Linked DNA regions of Triticum aestivum: region 1 is linked to region 2. A link is a contact called in public Hi-C data. All regions are on one chromosome and are shown on one strand. Each heading gives the region's core, a stretch centred on a gene start, on an enhancer-like site or on the middle of the called end of the contact. The rest is flanking DNA. Distances are from core to core; before and after follow the strand shown.

What was found. A called contact is a pair of places that touch in the nucleus more often than the background predicts.
Region 1: a Hi-C map of leaf shows a contact between it and region 2, with 4 times the contacts expected there. The contact joins the promoter of LOC123116248 here to the enhancer-like site in region 2. A contact is called at or near these places in 2 of 5 Hi-C or Micro-C datasets (both in leaf).

The regions. Positions count from the first base shown.
Region 1 is chr5B:409,832,930-409,836,621 of IWGSC CS RefSeq v2.1, forward strand. It overlaps LOC123116248 (zinc finger protein 8), which reads left to right and starts at 2,232. Exons shown (of 1, transcript XM_044537230.1): 1 at 2,232-3,550. The coding sequence starts at 2,452. The coding sequence ends at 3,366.
Region 2 is chr5B:409,529,005-409,532,706 of IWGSC CS RefSeq v2.1, forward strand. No RefSeq gene overlaps it. Among protein-coding and RNA genes, the nearest start is that of LOC123116247, 12 kb to the left of the region's middle. Within about 2 kb of position 2,262, at least 1 of the 8 cell types and tissues checked has an H3K27ac peak or open chromatin away from gene starts, as enhancers often do. A contact at or near this core is called in leaf, where this site is marked.

The DNA.
Region 1 (3,692 bases), core at 982-3,481, 300 kb after region 2:
TGTCTTAGATTTATCTAAATACGAATGTATCAAGTCACATTTTAGTATTAGATACATCCGTATCTAGACAAATCTAAGACAATAATTTTGGGACGGAGGGAGTACTATAAGAACTGAAACTGAAAATACATATGCTTTTTATATTCAATTATTGTATAGTTGTAAAGATGCATATATTTCATGCATGGTTGCATGTTCAAGTGAGCCTTTTCTCATACATGGTTGCATGTTGTGGTTGCATTGCTTGCATTTGAAAAAATGGGTTAGTGGAGATCACCTAGTAAGTTGTATATAACCATATAGGAATTACTTTATGTCATTTTAGAATGTGATACATGTTCAGAGTTCATATAATTTTCTTTTTCACCAGCATTAAAAAGTTTAACCTGCCAAGTGAGATTAGACCTTGCAACCACTCATTAATCCTTTATTTCTTCTTTTTTTTCACCTAATTAGATGGACTCACCATTTAGTACGGCAACGGTGGTTATTCCGAGTAGGGAATGAAACATCGCGATATAAAAAAATTCCAAGGACAAGCCAAATACAACGGATATACGCGTGCGCGCCCACATCCACACACACCCACACCCGCCCACCCGCCCAACCACACACACACACACACACACACACACACACACACTCACATTCACACACGCATTCACTCACTCACACAATGCTCAGTGAAGATTGGACTCGTGGAGCATGGGGATTACGACAAAGTCGCCACAAGACAATGCATTATGATGAAACATATATGGCCTCATACTAGGAAAAATATGCCTTGGGATCAAGGGTTTATTCCTAAAAGGTCTAGGGGTCCAACCAACTCAGTAGCCGCCCGGCGCCGACGGTTGGTTCTTCCAGTAGTGATTTTTCAAAAAAAAAGTCTCGAATACACACAGCCTGCGTATCAAATATTATAGATAGAAAAATGGGACAGAGCCCAGTCCATTGTAATGGTTTGCACCATGATGAAATATTTCTGCACCCCAAACACAAATTGAATTCTTGTGTGTTAAAAGAACACAATTAAGTGATTTTTCAATGAAATATACGCCATGATGGAGTACCATTTGAAGTACCACTTGGCGATTGAATTCTTTTAGCACACGAGGTGATACAAATACAGCTAAACAATGCAAGTGAGTTAATACATCAGTTTCAATGTCAAAGGTTTCAATGTCAAAGTGTTTTTCCCCAAGGACTTTTGTGTACATTTCATATGAATTTTAGAATTCACTCAAACCTCTTGAAGGGAATCATTTGTTTCCCCCGTAGTGCAATCAAACAAACAAAAATAATGAAGGATCCAAATGGGCATGACATTGCAATTCCGTGCTTTTCCTATTCCTCCGTATTTAGAATCCTGCAAATCAAAGAGCCCTGAAAACCCCAACCTTTTACTTCCAAAAGCTATAACTCTCTACTTTTTTTCACAAAAATATAAAACATCGGTACAAGTTCCAATTGGGGGGGGGGGGGGGGGGGGTTAATTTATTTTAAATTTTAAATATCAATGAAGTATTTTTTGGTATTTTAATTGATGGAAATATTTATAATTTTGAAGCTTTAAAAGGAACTTCTTTTTATATCTGGTTTTTGAATGAGAAGTGTGAGACACATATAGGTGACATGTTTCTAAGACCAGGCTAAAGTGAGTTAGGGATTGGTTCATGTTAGTATTTTACCCAAATTAAGGTGATGGGTAGAATTTATCCACTTTTAAAATTCTCGACGATAATATGTACACTCACCCGATAGTTGAGGGTTAAAACACACACTTGTCCTAAGAGGGCATTGGTTTGGTTGAACCAGTCGAAAAGTTGACTAGAAAATGGGGGTGCATCTTAGCAAAGCTAGTTTATCCGAAGGAGGATAAGGTCAGATCACGCGGTGGCCAGAGACGAATTCAGAATTTAAATTTTGATGATTTATGCCTTAAATTGTAGTTTTATTTATTTATCACTCGCTTCTTTTTGTTTGGCATCGTGATGTATCATATTCAAATTGGTTTTTAGATTGGTGCAGCACATAAATACAGATCCGCCGCGAAAACGACAACAAATATTTATTCGAGCATAGCATGGAAATAGAGATATTACATAAGATGCACATAACATGGTTCAACCAATATTACATCTCCAATGTGACCAACAACACAAAAACATTAAACAGTTTCGTTGTCAACCCTACCTCAAAACTGGTCCCGTTCCACCCCACCCGAAGTTAACCCCTCCAACAAGATGGCCCATACATCAACGCAGCTCCCTAGCTCCGCAGCTCCATCGATCCCAACATATTACCATCGCGCAACAGTATAGGAAGACCAAGAGAAGAATCCCCTGTAGCTGCAGCGCTACCTAGCGCCCCTTCCATCCCTAGCGCACGACACGGCTGGCGACACTGCTTACCCTAGCTAGGAGGAGTGAGGCCAGCTCGCGCTCTCCCATGGCCATGAGCGAGCAAGATGGGCAGCACGCCACGAACAGCCTTCCCGGAGATGCGGCGAACGGCGCCGTCGACATCGACTCCTTCTCGCAGCTCCCGTTCGTGCGGCCCAAGCCGCCCCCGGCGATGGAGGCCGGCGGGTCGAGCCCCACGTCGTCCATCCGTCTCTTCGGCTTCGACTTTCCACCCGACGGCGCGGCCTCCTCCGTCACCGACGGCGATGCTGCCGCTGTCAGCTCCACTGCTCCCGGCCAGGCAGCGGCGGCGGCGTCGGCGTCGGCGTCGGCGTCGGCCGGTGCAAGTGGCGGCAGCGGTGGTCGCAAGTTCGAGTGCCACTACTGCTGCCGGAACTTCCCGACGTCGCAGGCGCTGGGAGGACACCAGAACGCGCACAAGAGGGAGCGGCAGCACGCGAAGCGCGCGCAGTTCCAGAGCGCCATGGCCATGCAAGGTCACTACCCCGCCCACGCGTACCCCGCCTTCGGCAGCGGCTACCACCACCGCTTCGTCGCCGGGCCGCCGCACATGGGCCGCTACGAGCCGCCGCCGCACTACCCCTCGTGGTCCAACCACCACCACCTGGCGCCCACCATGCCAGCGGCGGTGCCCAGGTACTACGGCAGCGGCCCCGGCTCCGTGTCCCAGCCGATCAACGGCAGCCCGGTGCCGGCGTCGGCGCTCTGGCGGGTCCCGGGCGTCAGCGTGGCGACACCAGCAGCGCCGCGGCAAGAGCGGCCAACGCCCTTGACTCTTGCCGGGCGTGACGACATGGCGGTGGCGTGGGAAAGAAGAGGACAAGCCGGCTCGGCGTCGTCGGCGTCATCAGCATCGTCGTCTTCGCAGCATGAGGCCGCGCGCCACGGGGGAGAAGCCGCGGAGAACAGGGCAAACGTGAGCCTGGATCTCACCCTGTAATTCTCCAAGAACGGCGCGGTTGATTAATTAGCTGGTTCGTGAAGACCAAGAACGAAGGTTAATTCTTTTTTTTCTCTAGCTCGTGAATTCGTTTAGCTCGATCGATCAGCGGAGAGATTCTTTTTCCTTGGGTGTCAATTTTTGCAGTGTTTTCTTTCTCCTACTAGAGTACGTACTCATTCGTCCTGCTCTTCTCGCATCGCTTTAGATTGCTTTGTAAGGAAAAACGGAGGGGAAATAAATGGAACGAAAGGGAAAATGGGGAGTGTTGTCATTTTCATTTTCATATTCTTGAGCACATTTTCCAGCATTTTTAATCTTCTTTC
Region 2 (3,702 bases), core at 1,012-3,511:
CATTCATATATATATATTATATATATATATATATATATGTATTATGTAACCCCCTTCTTAAAATTAGATATTTCGAATGCGGGATGAACTCCTAGCACCAGATCGCATGCGAGCAATTCAAGAGGAATTGGCGGCATTCTTTCTTGACCACGTGATCGCTGAAGACGGAGAATACTATGTGGACCACGCGTCCGTATTTTAGGAGATTATATATTTGTAAAAGATAATTATTGTATATATGTAGCCGGTAGTGTCGGATAGATATACGAGAACTTGTTTGTTCGACCAATCTCTCGGAGAAGGAGAGGTGGTCGATATCACTTCTCTCTGTATGCATATATGTTCATGACGATCTTCTGTTTGCTTACTAGCTAGCTAGCGTGTCTAGCTAGTCCTCTCTATACGTATGTATGTATGGTACGTAGCATCGACCAAGCACGGACAAAAGAGATGACACTTCTCTCTATTAATTAGCTAGCTATAGCACAATATATGAAACACCTAAATTAGCCCCCCAAAACCCCCCAACCCCCCCCCCCTTCAAAAAAAAAACAAAAACCACAGCCACATAAACGCTGACGCGTGGATGCCTATTGGTCCCGGTTGGTGCCACCAACCGGGACCAAAGGCCCTCCTGCCTGGGCTCAGGGGACAGGCCACGTGGAGGCCCTTCTGTCCCGGTTCTGAATTGAACCGGGACTAAAGGGGGAGGCATTAGTACCGACCCTTTAGTCCCGGTTCACCAACCGGGACTAAAGGCCCTTACCAACCGGGACAATAGGCCCTTTTTCTACTAGTGATGGTCTTCACAAATACCTCGCACTGAGGATAGATACCATCGGCAAGGTAGTACCCCATAGTGTAGTTGTGTCTGCTGACGGTGTAGTTGCATGGTGAGCTTCCCCGTCACAAATTCTCTTGAACAAAGGAGATCCTTTCGAGCACAGTGATGTCATTGCATGAACCTGGTGTGCCAAACAAAGCATGCCAAATCCTCAAGTCCTTCGATGCCACTGCTTCAAGTATGATGATGATTTCTTTGAGGTGACTTTGGTATTGCCCACACAAATCTTTTGGGCAGTTCTTCCATTGCCAGTGTATGCAATCAACTGAACCTAACATACCTGGGAATCCTCCTGCTGCTCCAATTGTCAACAATTTTTCTGTGTCCTCCACAGTTGGCTCAAACTAGTTGTACCCTCCATTCCTAAATATAGGGTGTATAGTTTTTGGCACGAAAATTAAAGAACGCACGTGGAGGGAAAATTTCACAAGTTTTGGGCGAGATTGCACATGACTAATTGACATGAGAAAATAGAGGAACTTGCCCTTTATAAGGAAATGTAATCAAATCCCGTAAAAAATTATTCAAACGAGTGGTGAAACGCAATACACCTTATATTTTGGACTTTTTTTCAAAAATCTATACACCTTATATCAAGGAACGGAGGGAGTATGAACTTTGTTCCCATTGTTACTTGTTTGAGCTCATTTGGACGAGCTTGCTCATCCAGATATTATGTCTCACAAATACTTTGACAACTAGATAGATTGAGTTTGCAAGCAAACAAGTCCAGCCCCGGCCAAATAACTAGATAGATTGAGTTTGCAAGCAAACAACTAGATAGATTGAGTTTGCAAGCAAACAAGCAGATCGCTGGGTGCCGGTCCGGTAGGGCAGAAAATTGCATAGACTGCCGGACTGATGTTCATTTGGATTCGGACATGTAAAAACTAAACATACTTGTCTCTTTTTGGTTATGATCCGACATGCGATCCGGCGTTGGTTTGATCCGGCGCGCTATGTAGACCGGACTAAATTTAAATTTTTAAACTGACCTTTACTGACGGACATATACATGATAGTATTGGATGACCGACTCCCGCATCCGTGTCCATGGACTAGCCCCATGTCTATAGACGGACGTGGGAGCAAATATGCGGGTCGCCGTTGGAGATGCCCTAAGACCGTATAAGCCCATGAAGTTGTTTTAAAATACTTGGAGCAGTCTTAAACGAGGGATTTTGGTGAAGTGCTTTGAAAACTTGCACCCGCACAATTAAGCGGAGAGAGGTACACGCTCAAACGGAAACCCACGTCCCCTTTTCACCCCTAAATCCTCTACAGCATGGAGTTCAACTGTCCACCGCAGCCGTGCTGGTGTTTCAATGGTTTGACGTTAGCCCGGCTCCCACTGTGCCCGTGTCCGAGTTGTGTTACCGTGACGGCGTGACGTGTGTATGTATGTGTGATCGACAACTACCGCGCTGGCTGCGCCGAGCGCTGACATGTCATCCCCGACCGGCCACACTCTGGTGCACGGCGCCGCCGTGGATCGCGTGATCCGTCTACTAGAAGCACGGCGGCCGCGGAAAGTCCCGGTCGTGTCGCGCCGCAGGGGCGGGACTAGTTTGGTTGCACTTTTCTGACCTGGCCGCGGGGGCGACGGAGCTCACGTATGGCCGCGCTTTTGGTCGGGGTCGGTTTCTGGGCAGCAACTGGTTTTTCTCATTGCCGGTCTTGTGCTTACTGTGAACCGAGTAATGATAGAATAACCACGTTCTAGAAAGGGATGACTTCTTTTTTTCTAGCCGAGGAAGGGCACGACTTGTGAACTTGGAACACAACTCACTCTCTTATATTTATTTCTGTCATTTTTATTGTACCCTCCGCTTCGGGGCGCTCGAGGACCAAATTAGGACCAATGATGAATTCTTCATGAATAATATCTAAAAAGAAATTGAATTGTTCATCAAGACCTGAAAAGGCACCCTTGCAGCTAAAAGAAAAACACTGTTGCTCAGAAGAGCTCGGAGGCAGGAGTTAGCCAAAAAAAATTAAGAGTACATCGTTCAACAAAATCCTGAGCATTATCTAGCGTCCTGATTCGTGAGTGTTATCTGCCAAAAAAAAAAAAAATACTACCACCCTGAGTTTCCAATGGGATGACAATGAAAGCTAGCTTCCTTGCCTTGCAAGAATCTCTAGCTTGCCACGGCTGACCGCTAATTACTAATCAAGCCCGAAGTCAACACCTGCCGAATGTCACATACGGTGTCTAGACTACTTTCCATCACAGAGCTAAGTTCATATTGGCACTCGCTACATATTTTTATTTATTTTTGACTAAACAGAGGAGGTTAGAATTAGCGGCCAACGCAGAATCCACCTAAGCGCTGAGGTTAGCGCCTGGCGGCTAGGCAACATGATCATCTCACGCTTCATCTGCCCGAGCTTTTTGGTGGCAGAAACCATTAAGTCCGCCGGGCCTGAGTAAAGACAAACGCTAACGATACAGCAGGCTGTGATTGGCATCTTATTTTAGGCCTTGTACAATGCAAAATGCTTAGAGGAGGTGCTTAGAGAAATAAATCAGATTTTTTTTAGCACCGGTACTTATTTGTACAGGATGGACACTTAACTAAGCGTCTCTTCTATAAAAATAGGCACCGGTGCTTCAGAAAAACTCAGTTTATTTTTTTAAGCATCTTTCATTGTACAAATTAAAGCGAAGCTGAATTCAGCGTATGAGAAAGGACAGGTGAAGTCAGTAAGAATGCAGTAAGCATCATTTGATGTTAATAAACGAAGTGCCTACTCCCCTAAAAAAAATTTAAAAAAGAAGTGTGTACTTTTTTTGCGGGAAATGAAGTGCCTACTTCGTTCCAAAATGGAATTACAACTCCTAATTTGAGACAGTA